Linked DNA regions of Sus scrofa: regions 2 and 3 are each linked to region 1. The links are chromatin contacts, called in public Hi-C maps. All regions are on one chromosome and are shown on one strand. The core of a region is the stretch at or near the end of the contact, and the rest is flanking DNA. Distances in the headings are between cores, read along the strand shown.

Evidence for each region. A called contact is a pair of places that touch in the nucleus more often than the background predicts.
Region 2: a Hi-C map of skeletal muscle shows a contact between it and region 1, with 4 times the contacts expected there. The contact joins the enhancer-like site here to the promoter of COL13A1 in region 1. A contact is called at or near these places in 4 of 47 Hi-C or Micro-C datasets (embryonic fibroblasts, fetal heart ventricle, fetal skeletal muscle and 1 more) and 1 of 2 datasets of contacts at active chromatin or transcription factors (skeletal muscle).
Region 3: a contact with region 1 is called in a Hi-C map of skeletal muscle, with 3 times the contacts expected there. The contact joins the enhancer-like site here to the promoter of COL13A1 in region 1. A contact is called at or near these places in 6 of 47 Hi-C or Micro-C datasets (embryonic fibroblasts, psoas muscle and skeletal muscle) and 1 of 2 datasets of contacts at active chromatin or transcription factors (skeletal muscle).

What each region holds. Positions count from the first base shown.
Region 1 is chr14:72,785,235-72,788,715 of Sscrofa11.1, reverse strand. COL13A1 (collagen alpha-1(XIII) chain) reads right to left here and starts at 1,936. Exons shown (of 40, transcript XM_013990416.2): 1 at 921-1,936. The coding sequence starts at 1,214.
Region 2 is chr14:72,711,637-72,714,703 of Sscrofa11.1, reverse strand. No RefSeq gene overlaps it. Among named protein-coding and RNA genes, the nearest start is that of COL13A1, 74 kb to the left of the region's middle. Within about 2 kb of position 1,668, at least 9 of the 83 cell types and tissues checked have an H3K27ac peak or open chromatin away from gene starts, as enhancers often do. A contact at or near this core is called in skeletal muscle, where this site is marked.
Region 3 is chr14:72,680,399-72,683,715 of Sscrofa11.1, reverse strand. No RefSeq gene overlaps it. Among named protein-coding and RNA genes, the nearest start is that of NEUROG3, 76 kb to the right of the region's middle. Within about 2 kb of position 1,390, at least 9 of the 83 cell types and tissues checked have an H3K27ac peak or open chromatin away from gene starts, as enhancers often do. A contact at or near this core is called in skeletal muscle, where this site is marked.

The DNA of each region.
Region 1 (3,481 bases), core at 687-3,186:
CACCAGGCCTCATGGTCTCACCGCCTAGCCTTTACTGTGGTGGCACTTATGAAACTGTTACGTCCCTTCTTCCTGTGGATGCTGGGTCTTGTCATGTACTCCCAAGACTACCATGGCTAAGAGACACTAGTGGCTTTTAATATGCTTGGGTTCAAGGACATTTAGGGGATGGGGGAAGCTCAGCATCCTTCTCCCAGAAAAAACACACAGACACAAAATTTTAGGGACCATTCCAGGAAACTAAGGACAAGAAGTCCAGCTTCAGAACCAGAAGGTAAGGGCTAATTGGTGCCAAAGGACAGGAGAACCAGAACAACCAACACCTGGGCCCTAGCGTCTGGGCTGGGACCAGGACACCACTGCCCTGCAAGGACTGCCCCCTGTCCCCCTCAGCCCCTTGGATGACTCACTCCCTCACTCTCTCTTCCCAACGGAACATGGCAATAAAAGTCAGCAGCACTGATCCTCGAGGGATGGATGGGGAGGGCCGCGGGGGCCCAGCAAGTCTCGGCCCAGGCCACGGGGCTCAAGTCCCGCCGCGTGGGCGCTGGGCGGCTCTCACACCACGGTGGCGGAGTGCCAGAGGGAGAAGTGGAGCCTGGCCGCCTCTACGCGCTTCCCGCGTCTTGCCTTCCTCCACCTGCCCCGCGCGCTCAGGGCGTTCCTAGGGTGGAAGGCGGGGGGCGCCTCCCGGAGGCGGGAGCCGAGGGGTCCAGCGCAAGCCGTCCGGGTCCTCCTGGCCTCTGGCAGGGCAGCGTCCGTCCCTACCCCCACCCGCCCCGAGACAACTGGTGCGAGGCCAGGGCGCACCGCGCGGCGGGGAGAGCAAGAGCACACGGGCACCGGCTGGTCCAAAGTGTAGAGGCTGCGCGAGGGGGCGCCGTGGGGAGGGATAAAAGGCAGCAACAAAGAGCACAGACCTCATCCAGCAGTTGGTTGACTCGTCCCAAAATAGCCGGCTCCATTTGCTGCTCCCCACGCTCTGCTTCCAGGCGCAGCACCCGGGCCTGCAGCTCGGCCGTCCGAAAGTGGGCGAGCAGGCTGAGCGCCAGCGAGCAGAGGGCCAGCGCCAGCAGCCCGCAGGACCCCGGGCTCGGCAGCCGCGCGCAGCGCTCTACCGGCGCCACCGCCAGCGCCACCGTCCCGGGCGCGCCCAGCTCCCCGGGGCCGCGGGCACCGGAGTCTGTCGCTTTGCGGGAGCGCTCCGCTACCATCCCCTCGCGTCTTGAGAACCAATAAATAAATAAATAGAATAAATAAAGGCGAGAGCCACTGCCCACAGGCGCGATCCAAGCTGCGGGACAGCGGGAAAGGGTTTGTGTCGGTGGAATATGTCCCTTTCCTTTGCTCCCAGCAAAGAGGATGGAGGAAAAAAAAAAAAAAAAGGCAGCTGGAGGGGGAAAGCCGAAAAAAAAAAAAATTACAACCAGCAGTAATCGGGGTACACCCAGGTGAGAAAAAAAAAAGTTACTTCGCAGAACGTTCCAAGTCCAGGAAAGTTAGGGGAATCTGGCCGGTTTTCCTTTCCGCCCCGTCTTTCCCTTCAAGTATCTGCAGAGTCCTGGAGTTGATTCTGCGCTGTCTGTCCTAGATGTCTCCGGTCTCCCGGGCGAGCCAGTTTCAGTCCCGGGGCGAAGGGGCGCACACGGAGGGCCCCATGGGCAGAGGTGGGTCGTGGCCGCGGCGGAGCAGCGCTGGGGCCGATTCCGGCGCCTCTGTAACTTGACACACTAGCTGCGGCTGCACGGATCGGATGAGCAATCCGTGCTACTTCCCAAACTAATCTCTCCCGCCCCCCTCTCTTCTCCTCCTCCCCTCTTCTCCTCCACCTCCTGCGGGGCAGACGGCTTGGGTTTGTTTATTTATGCAAACTCGCCCGGGGTGGGGGGCGTGGTGTGCAGGGCTAGCTGCCCCAACCCACCAGGCCTGGGAGCCCCTCTCCCGCGCTCCCGTCCCCTTTGAAGTGACACTTGGGGTTATTTATAGGCAGGAAGGGGGTGTGGAGTGGAGCTGGGGCTTCACTTCTTTCCCTTTTCCCGAATTCACAAGGAGGGCCCTCTTTGCCTTCCTCCTAAGTCTTGGGTCCAGGCATCACTCTGCCTTCCGACAAGCTGGCAAAGCTAGTCTTTGGGATCCTCTGAGAAGCGGGGCTGAGCTAACATCAGGCATCTAGACGGACCTCTGGCTCCTAAGCAGGACTATCTGAGTCCCTTCAGCTGCCACTCAGCACCCCTCCCCACCCCTGTGATGTCTCCTCCCCTCTTTTCCTCCCCAAACCAGCTCCAACTTGGGCCCCAGCACCTTTGATGGGGCCCATTCCACCAACCACATCTTTACTCCAGGGTGAAAAGTCAGCTGTCTAGGGGGGGCAGCAGAACTGGTGCCTTTGTCTCTTTCAGGATCAACACATCAGGTACAGTGCATAAAAACTGAGCTGAGAGTTATTCTGGGGTGTCCGGGAGGCCAGTCAGTACAGCCACCTGCCAGTCCTGAGCCCTCCCCTTCTTGTCTGCCATTGATCTGAGACCCCTTCCAGCCCTCTGCCGTCAGAACAATCTGCCTCAACCATGGAAGCCATTAAGGTGAGCAGTTCTCCCTCACACACTCCTAGCCTGCTCCCTGCTGTCATTTCCTATGCTCCAGCAGAGAATGCTGCCAAGGGCATTTTGTAGATTCCTCTCTTCTCTTGTCACCTCCCCTACTTGAAGTAACATTTGTATCCCAAGAGACTTTATCTCTTTGCACCTCTTGACATTCCTGCGAATGAGGTGATGGGCTGGAGTTTATGGAGAAAGCTCACTTCCCAGGAACAGCGGAAGGGGGTGGGGGTGGGGGATATAAAGGGCTGGCCCTTGAAATGTGAAATAAGGGTGGGTGGGGGCGACAGGAGTGTTTCTGTGATTCCATTTCATAATAACAGGGTTTCAACTTCACATTTTATATATTGACCTGATCAATATATCATATATATTGATTACTATATAATATATAATCCCGTATCATGGCACACAGAAGAGTGGGGCATATCTGATAGAGTAACATACTAATATAGTACTTGTATCATAAGTAATACGTGTTATGACATTGCCTGCCAGGTCAGTTAGCCACTATGGAGGACTCAGAGATAGAAAGCGATTCTGCGGAAAGGACTGGTGGCCAGGAGCTCTGGGTCAGTTCCAGCTCTGGCCTTTCCTTGATGTGGGACTTTGGGTAAGGGCGCGTGTTTCCTTCCAGTGTGATGGATGTCTCAATTGGGCCATAGGGAGCAATCCCTGAGAGAGCGCAGTGGTGCCAATGACCACCAGGGGGCACTAGAGAATTTCTGCACTGAGTGGTGCATGCCAGGCGATCCAAGGACTTTGATTTGGCTCCCCTTCGATGTCCCCCTGACCCCACCCCCACCCTCTGCAAGGGTAGCGGGCATGGAGGACTTGGACTAGGGGGTGGTTTCATTCCTTCCTTGTTCCACAAGCTGATCTCT
Region 2 (3,067 bases), core at 419-2,918, 74 kb after region 1:
CAATGGGAGGTGGCTCAACCCCTCCCTACCCGGCCCATGTGAGGACACCCATGTCCATGCGGCTGGCTCCTTGTCACTCAACTCCATTGTCACTGCCCTAGAGAAGCCTTCCCTCATCACAGTCTATAGCAGCCTCCTCACCTCCCCATGCCCAGGAGCCTCTGTGATTGTCTACACTGCACCTAACCCTCCAGGACATTGTCTTTCCCTGTCGTCTGCCTGTTTCTTATCTGTCCCCTCTCACTCCATGAGAGCGAGGACTCGGCCACAGCTGCATCCCGGCATGTACCATGGTGCCTAGCCCACTGTAAGTGTTTAATAAATATTTGTTAAATGAATGTCTGGGAATGTCAACAAGTCCTTGTTGAATTAAGTCTCAGGCAAAAGAAACCAACAGTAGGACAACCTTCCAAACTTATGGAATAATAAATGGGGGGGGTGTCCGATAAGTATTATTCTGTTGGTCATTCCTGTTCGATGTTCACTTTTTTTTCCTGCTTTGCATAAACTCAGGAGATGGGACACTAGGAGCTTAGGTGGATCACAAGCAGGTTAGGTTATACAGCTGACCAAGTCGTGCACTGCACAACTCCAGGGCGTGCCATCCACCGGGGAGTCTTGGGAAATTCAGTCCTAATAGCTGAATGGGAGAGAGGAAGATGATAGCAAAGGAGACAGAAAGAGATAATTCGGTTTGTGGAAAATAGGACTGGAAGAGACCTGGGTGATCATCCCTTTAACTGTTCTCCCTTTCATTTTACAAATAAGGAAAATGAGACCATGAAAAGTGAAATTACTTAACAAAACAAAGAAGGAACAAAGCCAGCCAAAATTCCACAAAGTGCCAATAACATCAATATCACTGCATCTCTGATTAAATATTTCATCACCTTGTGGTGGGTAAAGGAGACCTTTTACTCCATGAAGAGAAAGTAGGGCCCTGGTCTAAAGCTAAGGTTGAGAATTGCAAATTCTCTAGGGCAGGAATCCAGTCTCTAACTGAATAATCTACAAAAGGTCAGAGCCCTTATCTGTCTAGTTCACCCCTGTAGCCCCTGCCCCCCCACACCAGGAGTCCAATAACAGCTACCCTTAACCAAGCCCTTACCACCTGCCGGAAGATGCTTTAAGCATTTTACAGATAATCAAATCATTGAAACTTCTCAACGCCCTTATGAAGTGGTTCTATCATTACCCACCTCTGGGGTATAGAGCAGTTAAATAACTCACACATGGCACACAGCTAGTAATGAATACATAAGTGAACAAATGAACCTGTTATGTCATCATTGAGTCCTCCTAAAACATCCCCCCAAGGATCTTGTGAGAGTCCCAAGATGAGACAAGACTGGAAGGGCCAGTGATCAGAGGGGCCAAGAGCAGAGCAGGGAGCAGGCTCGTGGAGGAAATGTATTTTGTCTGCTATTCCGAGGTGCTAAGTGGGAAGGTGGCAGGGGCCTCGTACACACGCTCTCTCTCTCTCTCTCTCTCTCTCTCTCTCTCTCTCTCTCTCTCTCTCTCTCTCACACACACACACACACACACACAGTGTCTCAGCTGACAGGAAGAGGAAATGCTTTGCATTTTCCAGCCTCTTGTCCCCAGGCCAAGCCCAAATGCCAGCCCTAAAAATACAGCCTGGAAGCAGGGCTATGCTAACAGCTCCCTCCTGTCTCTGTCACAGCCCTGTCACAGCAGCACCCCCCACACAGCAGGTTTATTTTTGAATGAGGACACTGCAGGGAAGTAACTTGATGCTGATGAAACCTGAGCCTTGCTTTCAAGCCTCCTTCCTTCAGGTTTCTGGAGGGGAAGAGGAGAGAAAAAGGGAAGCATGACTGCCTTTGGGTTAGGAAGAAAGCAAAGGGGGATGGGGCAGAGAAGGCCTTTTTGCAAGATTCAGTGACCTGGTTGGCAGTAACAATTTGTCAAGTTGACCAGCCATGCCAGGAACAGCATGAAGATCCAGAATCAAACATACTATATCTGCCCTCAAGGCACTTGCAGTCTCCAGCAGGTTGGACCAAAACAGGGGAGAGAAGAGCACACTGCCCAAGGTTAACTCCAGGGTCCTCCAACTGGTCCTAAAGTGCCACCCCTTTGACCTGGTCCAGAACTTACCAGGGCAAATAAGAGTCAAGGATGAGTGAAAGACTGAATACTTCCATGCTATGTATGACTTGAAAGAAGGCAAGGAAACCCACTCTTACCATTCCTGTTTAACATCACACTGGGGTTGAAGCCAGTGCAATTAAGCAAGAAAAATAAATTAAAAGCATCTGGGTTGGAAAAGAAGGAGAAAAACTATCTTTATTTGTACATAAAATGATCATTTACATGGAAAACCCTGTAGAATCTACAAAAAAGCTACTAGAAGTAATAAGTGAGTTGGAAGGTTGTAGAATTCAAGATCAATCTACAAAAAAAACCACAAAAAACTGTACTTCTATATACTGGCAATAAGTAATCAAAAGTTGAAATTGAAAACACTGTCATTTATAATGGCATGAAAAAGTATAAAATACTTATGGATAAATTTGCCAAAAGGCCTGCACAATGAAAGCTACAAAGCATTGCTAAGAAAATTAACCAAAAGAACTAAATAGAGAGATATACCATGTTCACAGATTGGAAGAGTCAATATTATAAAGATGTCAATTTTCTGCTAAACTGACCTATAGATCAATGGGATCCTAATCAAAATCCTAGCAAGCTTTTTGGGAAAAACTGACAAACTGATTTAAAAATTTTATGAAAATACAAAGGACATAGAACAGCCAAATAACTTTGAAAAAAAAAAATGGAAAGACTTACTCTGGTTTTATGATGTATTATAAAGCAAGAGTAATCAAGATAGTATGGTAGTGGTATAAGGATTAATGAAAATAATGGTCTAAAAGTAGAGTCACATAAATGTGGTTGACTTTTCACAGAGGTGCCAGTCAATGGGTAAAGTTTAATCTTTTCAACACATAATCCTGTAGCAATTAGAAACCCATATTTCTTTTTAAAGTGGATTCATAGCTTGCACAATACATAAAAAAATATACTCAAAGGATCATAAACC
Region 3 (3,317 bases), core at 141-2,640, 100 kb after region 1:
CAAGGGACCCTCCTCTTGACTTCTATCTGTCTGGTCCCAGAAAACCCTCCACCCTTGAAAAGGCCCTCCACTGCTCCAACCTCTAACTGGAGCATGGTGAGAGAATCCCAAGGGACCCTAGTGGCCTGACCATTGAACATTCAGGGCAGAGATCTTAGGTTGGATCATAGGTTAATTCCTATCTAGAAACCCATTTCCCAGCTGGGCCCTTCCCCTCCTGGGGAGAGGTCAGTTGTACGGGCTGTACAGTCCAAGCTGGGCCCTAACCTGAGAGGCTAAGAAGGCAGAGAGAAGGTCCCCTAGGTGAAGAAACCCCATATGTTATCTGAAGTGCTTTGCTGCCTGGGTATGATGGAAATGGTCCTTTCTTCCTTACGTCTATGTGGCCTTTGAAATTTCCAGGAACTTTCCACACATTGTCCATTCAGTTAACATTTGTTGAGCTTTTACTTTGTACCTGGCATTGCGCTTTGCTAAAAACAACATGAACCAGTGCTGTGCTGAGCTTTTACCTGTATCACTGTTTGGTCCTCACGATGAGCCCTTTGTAAAGATGAAGACAGGGAGACTCAGTGTCCTGTTTCTCAAGGACACACAGTGCTAAGTAGTAGAATTAGGGTTTGAATTCATCTCTCTCAGGTGACTCAGACCCCTCCTCCCATGCTAGCACCCCTATCTCCAGCCTTTTCACCTTCCCCCAGTAACACTGAAGAAGCAGGAGGAGGTATTAATGGCCCATCTTAAAGATGAGGAAACTGGGAGTTCCTGTTGTGGCTCAGTGGGTTAAGAACCCAACTAGTATCCATGAGGATGTGGGTTCAATCACTGACCTCACTCAATGTGTTAAAGGATCCGGAGTGGCTGGGCTGTGGTGTAGGCCAGCAGCTGCAGCTCCGATTCAATCCCTAGCCTGGGAAATTCCATATGCCGCAGGTGAGGCCCTGAAAAAAAAAAGACGAGAAAAATGATCCTTGCTGGGTTTAGGAGACTTTCCAGAGATCTCACAGAAGGCTGGGTGAGAGTACCAACCTGGCTCCAACACCCACACAGCCCACCAGAGCACACTCACCCCCAGTGTTGCCCCTGCATCCAAGCCCCACTTCAGCAGGGAATGAGGCTGTCACCCACCATGACTGGCTCGTGAGGCATCAGTACTGGTGGCCAGATGGGCTCCAGAGCAGTAACCCCCACCTTCCCCTCCCCCCCCCCCCCCCCCCCCCCCGACCCCGCACCAACCACTGGCCTCTCAAGCTCTTCCCCACCCCTACCCCCAGCTCCCTCCTCCAGGGCAGGAATGACCAGCATTCCTGGGGGAGGGGGCGGGCGGGGCAGAGGAGCAGTCTTGCCAAAAGTTCTTGCTAATCCCCTCCCACCCAGCCAAGGGCTTTGGGCTCCGTGACAAGGTCAATAGTTGCCCAAATGTGCTCACATCAGATCTATTTTCGGTTTTCAGACTGGCCAGCACCGACCGGCCTGTTTCTCATCCATCTTTTCCCACTAAAATGCTCATGTCTCTCGCTCAGACCTAAGGACTCTCCTGGTGTTTTGAGACCTACTCAGGGTAAACTGCCCCACCCGCCCCCAGCTGGATGTGAAGTTCCAGAAGGCAAACCCAAGGCAGAGTTTCCAGACCTCTGAATCCCACCCCAAATGATAAGAAGGTCAGATGAGTCCCAGAGAACCCTCAAATCCATAGGTCCCTAGCCCTTTTCCACTCAGGGTCCCCTCTCCAGGCTAACGAGTCCCACAGAAGTCACCTTCTCCTGGGGCTTGGAAGTTTGGAAACTAATTATTCAGAAACTTGGCAAGTATAGAAGAAACACAGCTGCAATGAGACTTGAGTTCAAGCCCCAGCTCCCCGCACTCACTGGGTGGCTTTGGGCAAGCTTTGCTTTTTGTTCTCCAATTTGTGCCCATAATTATGGTCATTTCTTCATGGGCCACGTAAGGCTTTACCAAGCAAAGAGCCACTGATAAAATGGTCTCCGGGCATCTGTTTACCCATTGTTTTAACGAGAGGGCAAAACTTTGACTCTGAATATGATTCTAGCTTGGGAAATGGTCATATTCTTCAACAGGACCAATCTAGGAAAATCATGCTGATGGGAAAGGTTTTGTTTTCAAGGCATTATTCTATCATTCCATTTACCCTCGCATTATCTCTGGCAACACATGGAATGAATTATCCATATGCTATTTAGAGGAACAATGAGATGAAGAAGAGATCTGGCATTTATGGAGCACTTACTATGTGCAGACCCCCTTCTAAGTGTCTTCTCTAGGTACTAACGCATGTAATCCTCCAAGCCCCCCCGTGAGACAGGTGCTATGGTTACACCCCCTCCATTTTAAAGATGAGAAGCCCAAGGTGCAGAGAAGCAACACCAGGTGCCAAGTTCATGTGGGTAAAAAGCAGCAAGCCAGGCTTTGAAGCTGCGCCGCTGTCTCCAGAGCACTCATGTTTAATGACCAAGCCACATGGTCACGGGGAGATGAAAGCGGCCCAGCCCAAAGGGAAGATAGGGCTTGTCCATAAATTATTCTAATGCAAGTTGGGGATGTGATAAGTGACCAGAGAGAAACAGATAATGTCCTCTGGGTCAGAGAAGGGGAACCTTGCTTCCAACTGAAAGGAGAGGGAGGTTTTATGAAGGAGGTGACATTTTAGCTGAGCCTTGAAGGACAGGTAAGATTTAGAGCCTTGGAAATTTGGGGAGAAGGAGCAGTGGGGTTGACACTTAGGGAGATCATCTGGCTCTGCCGGGGAGCAGCAGACAGCAAGGGTGCAGGCAGATCAGAAAAAGAGAACATCAGCCAAGCTGCGGAGGGTTGTAAACACTTCTCTAACCCTGAATGAAGATGATGTGAGGCAAAGGTGTTTGGGATGGGAGACATGGTCAGGACTGAGATTTGGGAATTGCGTGCAGACAGCAGAGGCAGGGAGGGGGAGAGCCTGGAAGCAGAAGCTGCACGTACACTTGGGGTTCTGGCAGGAGACAGTGCAATTCAGGGACCTCAGTCCTCGGGTAAGCCCCCTGCCCGTGGAGGGGTGGGAGGGACCAATGCAGGATGGAAAGGTCCCCAGAGATAGGCAGCAGCCAGAAGCCTTTACCACCCTTGCCTGCGGGGAGAGGGCAAAAAACGCATCACTAGACTCGGTAAGAACCAGAGGTATAGACCTTGGGGGAGTCATCTCAGCCAGAAACACACCCTGAGCAGGACCAGAGCAAGAAAAACCCACCTTCAGATCTCCTGGAGCTTTCCAGAGGCTTCTGGCAAGGCAGTCCCTGTGAAGGACACTGAAGGGGTCAGTTTGG